2 separate regions of the Zea mays genome follow, and region 1 is linked to region 2. A link is a contact called in public Hi-C data. All regions are on one chromosome and are shown on one strand. Each heading gives the region's core, a stretch centred on a gene start, on an enhancer-like site or on the middle of the called end of the contact. The rest is flanking DNA. Distances are from core to core; before and after follow the strand shown.

Region 1 (3,830 bases), core at 639-3,138, 440 kb after region 2:
TCCGCCAAATGTTTTTACATGTTTTATTAGTTCATGGTCTGCCTTGATAAAGATCCTCAAGATCCTCGTAGTTGCGCTTAGGCTGTTCACAATAGACTGTGTAAAATAGGGGATTAATATTACACTGAAGTTTGAAATAGAGGACGTAATAGGAGCAGGTTTACCTTCCCGTTTGGAAAACAATGGATTTCACCATTTTTCCTCGATTTCTCTACTTTCGGTCAGGTTTTAACTAGATTTTGATTCAAAATACAAAATACAGAAGTCAAATTTTGGTAAAAAAACGAAATTCGAATCTTCCAAACGAAATTGTGAACTCTGAATAGGAGATATGTGTTTACAGGGATGTGATATGATAGCTTAGGCTATGTTTGTTTACCTTTGAGATTATATAATCCATGCAAATAAACAGCACAGATTATTAGGTGGGTTATATAATTTAGATTATAATAATCTATAAGTAGATCATTAGATGCTTATATCTATTATAAGATGGATTATATAATCATGCTAGTTTGGTGAACAGGACAATCGAGGGGTTCCTCTCCCATGGACCCCTCCAGTTCTCTCACCAAACGAGCCCGAAATGAAAAAAATAGGGCTTAGCCTGCCAACCAAGTATCTTCTCTATATATTTTTGTGTCACCTTTGTTCCAAGTAACCTCTTTGATGTCAAGTAACGTCTTCGATAGGAGGCAAAGACCGATCAGTGATCACACTATGGTTCCTGTTTGGTGGATTAGCGATTCTATTGGTGTTCACTTGTTCTGCTACCTATGTTCGCGTTCTTTGATCAGCTTTTCCATGCTACTCTTGCACACTTGCAGAAGCCATCTCGGTACTCCAAATTTTATCCATTATAAATACACAGCTAAACTACAGTACCGAAGCGCTATGAAGCCATGCAGCTACCTCCTACCAACCAGAACACAGAAAGCACGCCGTACCGGCGGGAATCGGGATGCCACTGTCCAGGCGACTAGGAGACGCAGCGGAGCGAGTGCAGGGACGCCGAGGTGTCCATGGACGCGGCGTCATACATGCAGCGGGTCTCCGTCGCCTCGATGCCGTAGTCCATCAGCGGGCGGCGCTCCAGCTCGTCGTCGTGCTCGCGCACGCAGTCGGGGACCTCCAGCTGCTCCTTGTCTATGTGGGCCCAAACGTACTCAAGCCGGCTCATGTATCGCAGCTTCTCATACAACCTGCAAGAGTAGATCCCGCACCCCGTAAAAATTCTGCTCCGCGGGCATGCCGAATGCAAACAGCAGCCGAGCGGATCAGGGATTCGCTACCGTACCCTGAGCTGAAGAGGAAGCGCCCGAAGGTGGCGAAGAAGATCCTGGACTGGAGGGCCGGGTGCACGAAGTAGACGGCGCGCAGCCTCTCCTTGGCCGCGGCCGGCAGCGTCTCGTACGCGCCGCGGATCGCACCGACGCCGGGGAAGTTGTGGCCGCGATCCACGCGGGAGTGCATGTACACGACCACGAACTCGCGGTCCCCGATCTCCGGGAGGATGCGCTCCCGCAGGTACGACCGCAGCGCCTCCTCCGCCCGGCCGCCCAGCGCGCGCGCTGCAAACGAGGCGGAGGCAACGTCCGTCAGTTCCACCACGGCACGGCGAAGCCCGCCTGCGATCTGGGCAAATTCTGAATCGCTGGTAAGGTGTACTACCTGGAAAGTAGTTGCCGACGATCCTGACGACGGCACGGCCCTTCCGGTCACGGCCGTGCAGGGTGATCGCCCGGCTGCGCTCCAGCAGCAGCGCCGGCTCGCCCATAGAGCCCTTCTCAACTGTAACCGCCATGGCTTCAGTTCCGTGGTCACACTCCTTTGAGTTTGCGTGCGTGCGTGCGTGCTCAGTGTTCGTACCGGTACGATTCGCGTGTTTTGAGGAGGTCACACGGGGGTGCGTTTAAATACGGCCGATCCGGTCCGAGCGGCTCGGCGTGGGCTGACGGGAGTAGGGTTGGCAGGCGCGGCGGGGCCTGGCCACTGGGCCATCGCGCGGGGATGGGCGCAGGCGGTGGATGCGATATCCCGCGGAATATGCTGGGGATAATTCTGTTTGGGCGGGCGTTCTTGCGTGTGCAAACTGCAGACAATCGGGTCGACGTGCCTATACTTGTTTCTGTGGGCGGCAGGCCGGCAGCTTGCACGCGATCCGAGCCGACGGGATGAGCTGCGCTGCGTGGTCTCATCGCTTGCGCTGGAGCAAGGAGTGAACGATATACTTGGCCAATGGGCCGTGACGGGCTGACGGCACGGGCTCATCATGGACCAGGCCGATTTTAGTCGAATTGAGACACCATGACACGCCGTGCCGTGTCCAACCGTGTGTCGAATCTAAGCTAAAGCATAACATAGCATATAGGTGTACATTTGGGCCGGGTCTGGTGGGCCGGCCCAAAGCACGAAAAAAAAGCACGATCCAGGCACGGCACGGCCCGAAATAATTTAGTGTCGGGCCGGGTTTAGACCGAGGTCACGGCTCATGGGCGGGCACGAGCACGGCCCGTTTAAGGCAGGCACGAAATGGCCCATATAGAGGCACGAAAAGGCCCATATATTTATTAAAACCACACTTTCATGTGCTTGATAAATAACATAAAGCTAGAGATAATGCTAGTTAGATGTTTTTTTAGCTTTGAATTAGAGTGTGTGATGTAATTTTTGCTTTTGTTATGAACATTAGACAATAAACTGAACTTACGAACTTTGTATAGAGCTGATTATACTCTTTTTTCTTCTAACAAAATGATTTATAAACGAGGTAGTCATTGCATAGTTGTGGTAACTTTAATACAAATACTAAGTTTGATTTTGTTCAAATTTATTTGTCTTATCTTTTATTTTTTTTATTTTTTTTTGAATTTTGGGCTCTAATGTGAATTTTGGGCCAAAAATTGAATTTCGGGCCTAAAATTGAATTTCGGGCCGTAATGTGAATTTCGGGCTTTTATAATTTCGGGCCGCCCGAAATGAGCCCGGCACGTTTAAGCAATTACGGGTCGGACCGTGGGCCGAGGGCTAGGCCCATGGGCCGGCCCGGCACGGCCCGAAATTCAAACGGGCCGGGTCGGCCCGAAATTCAAACATTACGGGCCTTTTCGGGCTTGGGCCGGGCCGGGCCGGGCGGCCCGAATGTACACCTATAATAGCATGACAGGAGCGGGTTGACTCGCTAAAAATTTCCTTCTGGAGGAGTTGTGAGGCATTAACCTTCTAACTGTCGTGAGGGGAAGAAAACTCAAGGGTTGCGCTAATGCAAGATTCACCCTCCATTAGTTAGCAACTGAAAGTTGTAAACATCGACCAACTACAACTCAAACAAATAGTCTAGTGTTCAAGCAAAACAAACATGTTTCAAGCATCACACGAGTGCGAAGACAAGCAGACTCCACACTCTAGTACTAAGGCTCAAACAACCTACATAGAGATGGAAATCACCAAAGAGATCCATTTGCATGACCCGCTCATCCACATCGGCATTCGCATGGGTCCTGTTGCCTCTCCCACCCGGGCCGATGGATGCACCTCAGCACTAGGGCAGGTGGTAGAGGCGATGTATGAATTGATATTGCAATACGTGTAGAGCACCAATAGTAATTGAGATAGCGAGATCAGACCCAAGGAAGATGATTAGTTAATTGGATTTATGGATGGAATTGAGGTTTAAGGTTTAGGGTATTTTTCTATAGGACATGGTAAAATGGAAAGAAATGAGGTAGTGGGACCACCATAGAGGCATCAACCGACCATGCTTATGGATCCACCAGCCTTTCCAAGCTTCCATGATCCATGTTACATACTTCTAAGTGATTCTTCGCACT
Region 2 (3,727 bases), core at 387-2,886:
TTTAAAAGTACCAGCGGATATATATACCCAGGAATTCAGGATATGGCCTGAATTGCACTGCAGTTTTCGCACCGGCGATGCTTCTAGACAACCATACCGTTGCCGAGTGACAAAGCAAAGAGGTTAGGTTCATGTTCCATCGATCATCCAACGCAAGGAATGAAATCATGCGCTATCAGCACATGCTAAAAGCAATAATGACAGGATCACAACAACAACAAGGAGCAGTAAATTCTTTGCCGGAGATCGATGAGGCTACATGCACTTATCTTGTGGGTACATAGAATTTTGCTATGGATGGTGCATATATGGTGGGATTTTAGTCATGATAACAAAAGGCAAGCAGCTTAAAACTATCTTCAACAGATTATTTATCTTTATATTCCATTTCAAAATAGTGTAAAATATTTTTGTACGGTTATATGCACAATCTACTGGTCATATATTGACAACAATGGGCGCAAAAAGAAGAGGCAATTATGATTATACCCTTATGTGGCCTTACAATTATGATTTTATCTCTCGCTTTTCAACTTTACGATTTTACCTTGTTTTGAAAATGAAGCCTCCATTTGCCCTCCCCTTAATATCGTTGATGAAAATCAGAATTAGTGATTAGAAAATAAAAAATGATGGATAAAATCACAATTCCAAAGTGAAAGAAGAGTATAATCATAATTAACCCAAAAAATCTAACATTATTTTTAGGGTGATTATACACTTCTCCTACCTTACAATTGTGATTTTATCCCTCGTTTTTTAATCGCTAAAGTTGATTTTCATAAACCATGTTACAAGGGAGGGGCAGACGATAGCTTCCCTTTTAAAACAGAGGTAAAATTCCAAAGTTGAAAAACGATTAAATCATAATTGTAATGTCGAGAAGAGTATAGTCACAATTACCCTGAGGACCCGTTTGCATCCTTGGAATCCAATTCTATTCTAATAATAGTAACTTAGGCACATATCAACTAAGCTAATATAGTTTTATGTAAAATATATTTATATATTATTATTGATAAGATGTTAAAAATATTTATGTGTTACATTTTTACTATAAAGTAGTGACCCGAAAAACGTCCTATATATTGCAAAGTAGAAATACATTCTACCGATTCATAAAAGCATTTTTTATTCTTCACCCCATGAACTTGAAAAAGTCTTATATTTAAACTTTGGAAATTAGTGAAATATTAAATTTCAAGCTAAATAAATTATTTTATTAAGTAAATTATAATTTCTCTAAAATAAATGGATCTAAACGCCCCGTGAAAGAATATTGCAATTGCAACCACGCATATATTTTTTTCCTTCATTCTCTTTGACAAAACATCCATTTCGTATTTCCTCGTTTCAATGCTTCTCGCTACAAACAAAAAAAAAACAATTTGGATAAGTCTGGACATAACGCAGGAGAAAACGGAATCTCGCCTGTGGGCCCCGTCCCCAACTCCCGTGTCGACAACTCGCCACCACCTTCTCTTCCGTTCCAGAAGGGACAGCGTCCGTGTCTTCCTTGCTCACTCTCCTCACCACTACCCTGACCTGACCTGCTCCCAAGCTCCCTCTGCCTGCCTTTATAAATCACCGGGGCAGAGCGCCTCAGTGACACACGCCGCTGCTCCAAGAAACCACCGCCGAGCCCAACCGCACAAGCGCGCGAGGCAGGAGAGAGAGAGAGGCGGGGAGCAAAACAATGGAGGGGAAAGAGGAGGACGTGCGCCTGGGCGCCAACAAGTTCTCGGAGCGCCAGCCCATCGGGACGGCGGCGCAGGGCGCCGCTGACGACAAGGACTACAAGGAGCCCCCGCCGGCGCCGCTGTTCGAGCCCGGGGAGCTCAAGTCCTGGTCCTTCTACCGCGCGGGCATCGCCGAGTTCGTCGCCACCTTCCTCTTCCTCTACATCACCATCCTCACCGTCATGGGCGTCTCCAAGTCCACCTCCAAGTGCGCCACCGTCGGCATCCAGGGCATCGCCTGGTCCTTCGGAGGAATGATCTTCGCGCTCGTCTACTGCACCGCCGGCATCTCCGGTCAGCTCTCTCCCTTCTTGCTGCCGTGGCTTCTTCTATTTCCAGATTCCATGGGACGAACTTTTTAAATTTACTGCAATTATTCGTTACACTTTTGGTCCGTCAACTTGCTTAGCTCAGTAACAACCCTTCATGGTACCGACTAGTTACTGTGCAATTTTTCCGAGATATTCAAGCAAAAGAGCTGGGGTAAATAAAAAAAGCAACATGTATAGGCAGGGTATCCACTTTGCTATACGCTCTGACGTATTGAATTTGCTCCACTTCCTACTTTGGATACACTGATTACAGTCAGTAACACTACTAAAGAAGACGACAAAAAAAAGAGATAATTTTATATTTAGCCGATATCAGTAACTGAGAATCTTAAATTCCTTTTTTTTTTCTTTTGAAACAGTAGAGCTTTCTCACAGTTATACATGCCGTGAGCATGGGGATTAGCAAGCCCCTGTTAATTCATTATTTTGTTAAAAAGAAAACAGATCTTAAGCCACTTCCGGCCCTTCTGTCTGTTACCAGTTTGTACCTTATTTGCACCTAGGGAGATTTGACCCGCAATAAAAAAAAACCATGTAACATACTGTACTACTATAGCATGTGCTGCGTGTAATTATGCAAAGGCATCATCAACTGCCAGATGTAGGGGGTGTTTGGTTTGAGGAATCATTCCATCCAAAATATGGTGGTGCATCATGGATCCATTCCTCAAATTTGGTGGGATGACCCCATTCCTCATATTAGTACTAACTAACTAACTATAAGGAATGAGGTGATGATAGATCAACTCATTCTATTCCACAAACCAAACAAAAAAAGTGAGGAGTGAGAATATGATGGACTAGCTCATTCCTCAAACCAAACATGCTAGTAGTTCATGTCAGCACTTCGGGCCACAGTTGTGTGTAAAAAATTAAAGATTAAAGTACAAAAGGCACCATTTTAACTTGTGAGGTGTGTACATAGAAAACTATATCAGTTAACCTACAGTGGTCATTCCATCTCAAAAACAGTAGTGGTCCGACATATGGTTAATTTGCATAGTACTTTCCTGGTCATGGTTTGTGTAATTGACTCCAGATACATGCTTAATTTCAAAGCATCGAACTGTGAAAGAATCCATGCAATTCAGCAAGCATAGACCAAGAACACAACTACAACAACCAAAGACACCACTAATGGTTGTTACCTGCTACTGCAACAGGAGGACACATCAACCCAGCTGTGACTTTCGGGCTGTTCTTAGCCAGGAAGCTGTCCCTGACTAGGGCCCTCTTCTACATCATCATGCAATGCCTGGGTGCCATCTGTGGAGCTGGAGTGGTGAAGGGCTTCCAGCAGGGACTTTACATGGGCAACGGTGGTGGCGCCAATGTTGTCGCACCTGGCTACACCAAGGGTGATGGCCTTGGCGCTGAGATTGTTGGCACCTTCATCCTAGTCTACACCGTCTTCTCAGCCACCGATGCCAAGAGGAATGCCAGGGACTCCCATGTTCCTGTAAGTACTCTTCCACTTCCCTTTTCCTAGTTTGTTCAGTTGTTATAGTTCTGCTTGGATTAGTTTGGCTTAGCACACATATATGTAATTGAATCAACTTTTGCAACTTAAATATAAGATAATGGTTTTAATTTGTGTTCTGACTTCTGGATTTCTGATGTTGAACTTGATACAGCTCATAGATTGTGCACATACAT

The links. A called contact is a pair of places that touch in the nucleus more often than the background predicts.
Region 1: a Hi-C map of leaf shows a contact between it and region 2, with 6 times the contacts expected there. The contact joins the promoter of LOC100282866 here to the promoter of LOC541779 in region 2. A contact is called at or near these places in 2 of 25 Hi-C or Micro-C datasets (ear and leaf).

What each region holds. Positions count from the first base shown.
Region 1 is chr5:198,104,597-198,108,426 of Zm-B73-REFERENCE-NAM-5.0, forward strand. LOC100282866 (cellular retinaldehyde-binding/triple function, C-terminal) reads right to left here and starts at 1,889. Exons shown (of 3, transcript NM_001155772.2): 1 at 1,672-1,889; 2 at 1,298-1,571; 3 at 825-1,202. The coding sequence starts at 1,804. The coding sequence ends at 980.
Region 2 is chr5:197,667,402-197,671,128 of Zm-B73-REFERENCE-NAM-5.0, forward strand. It overlaps LOC541779 (plasma membrane intrinsic protein 1), which reads left to right and starts at 1,637. Exons shown (of 4, transcript NM_001111464.1): 1 at 1,637-2,033; 2 at 3,235-3,530. The coding sequence starts at 1,697.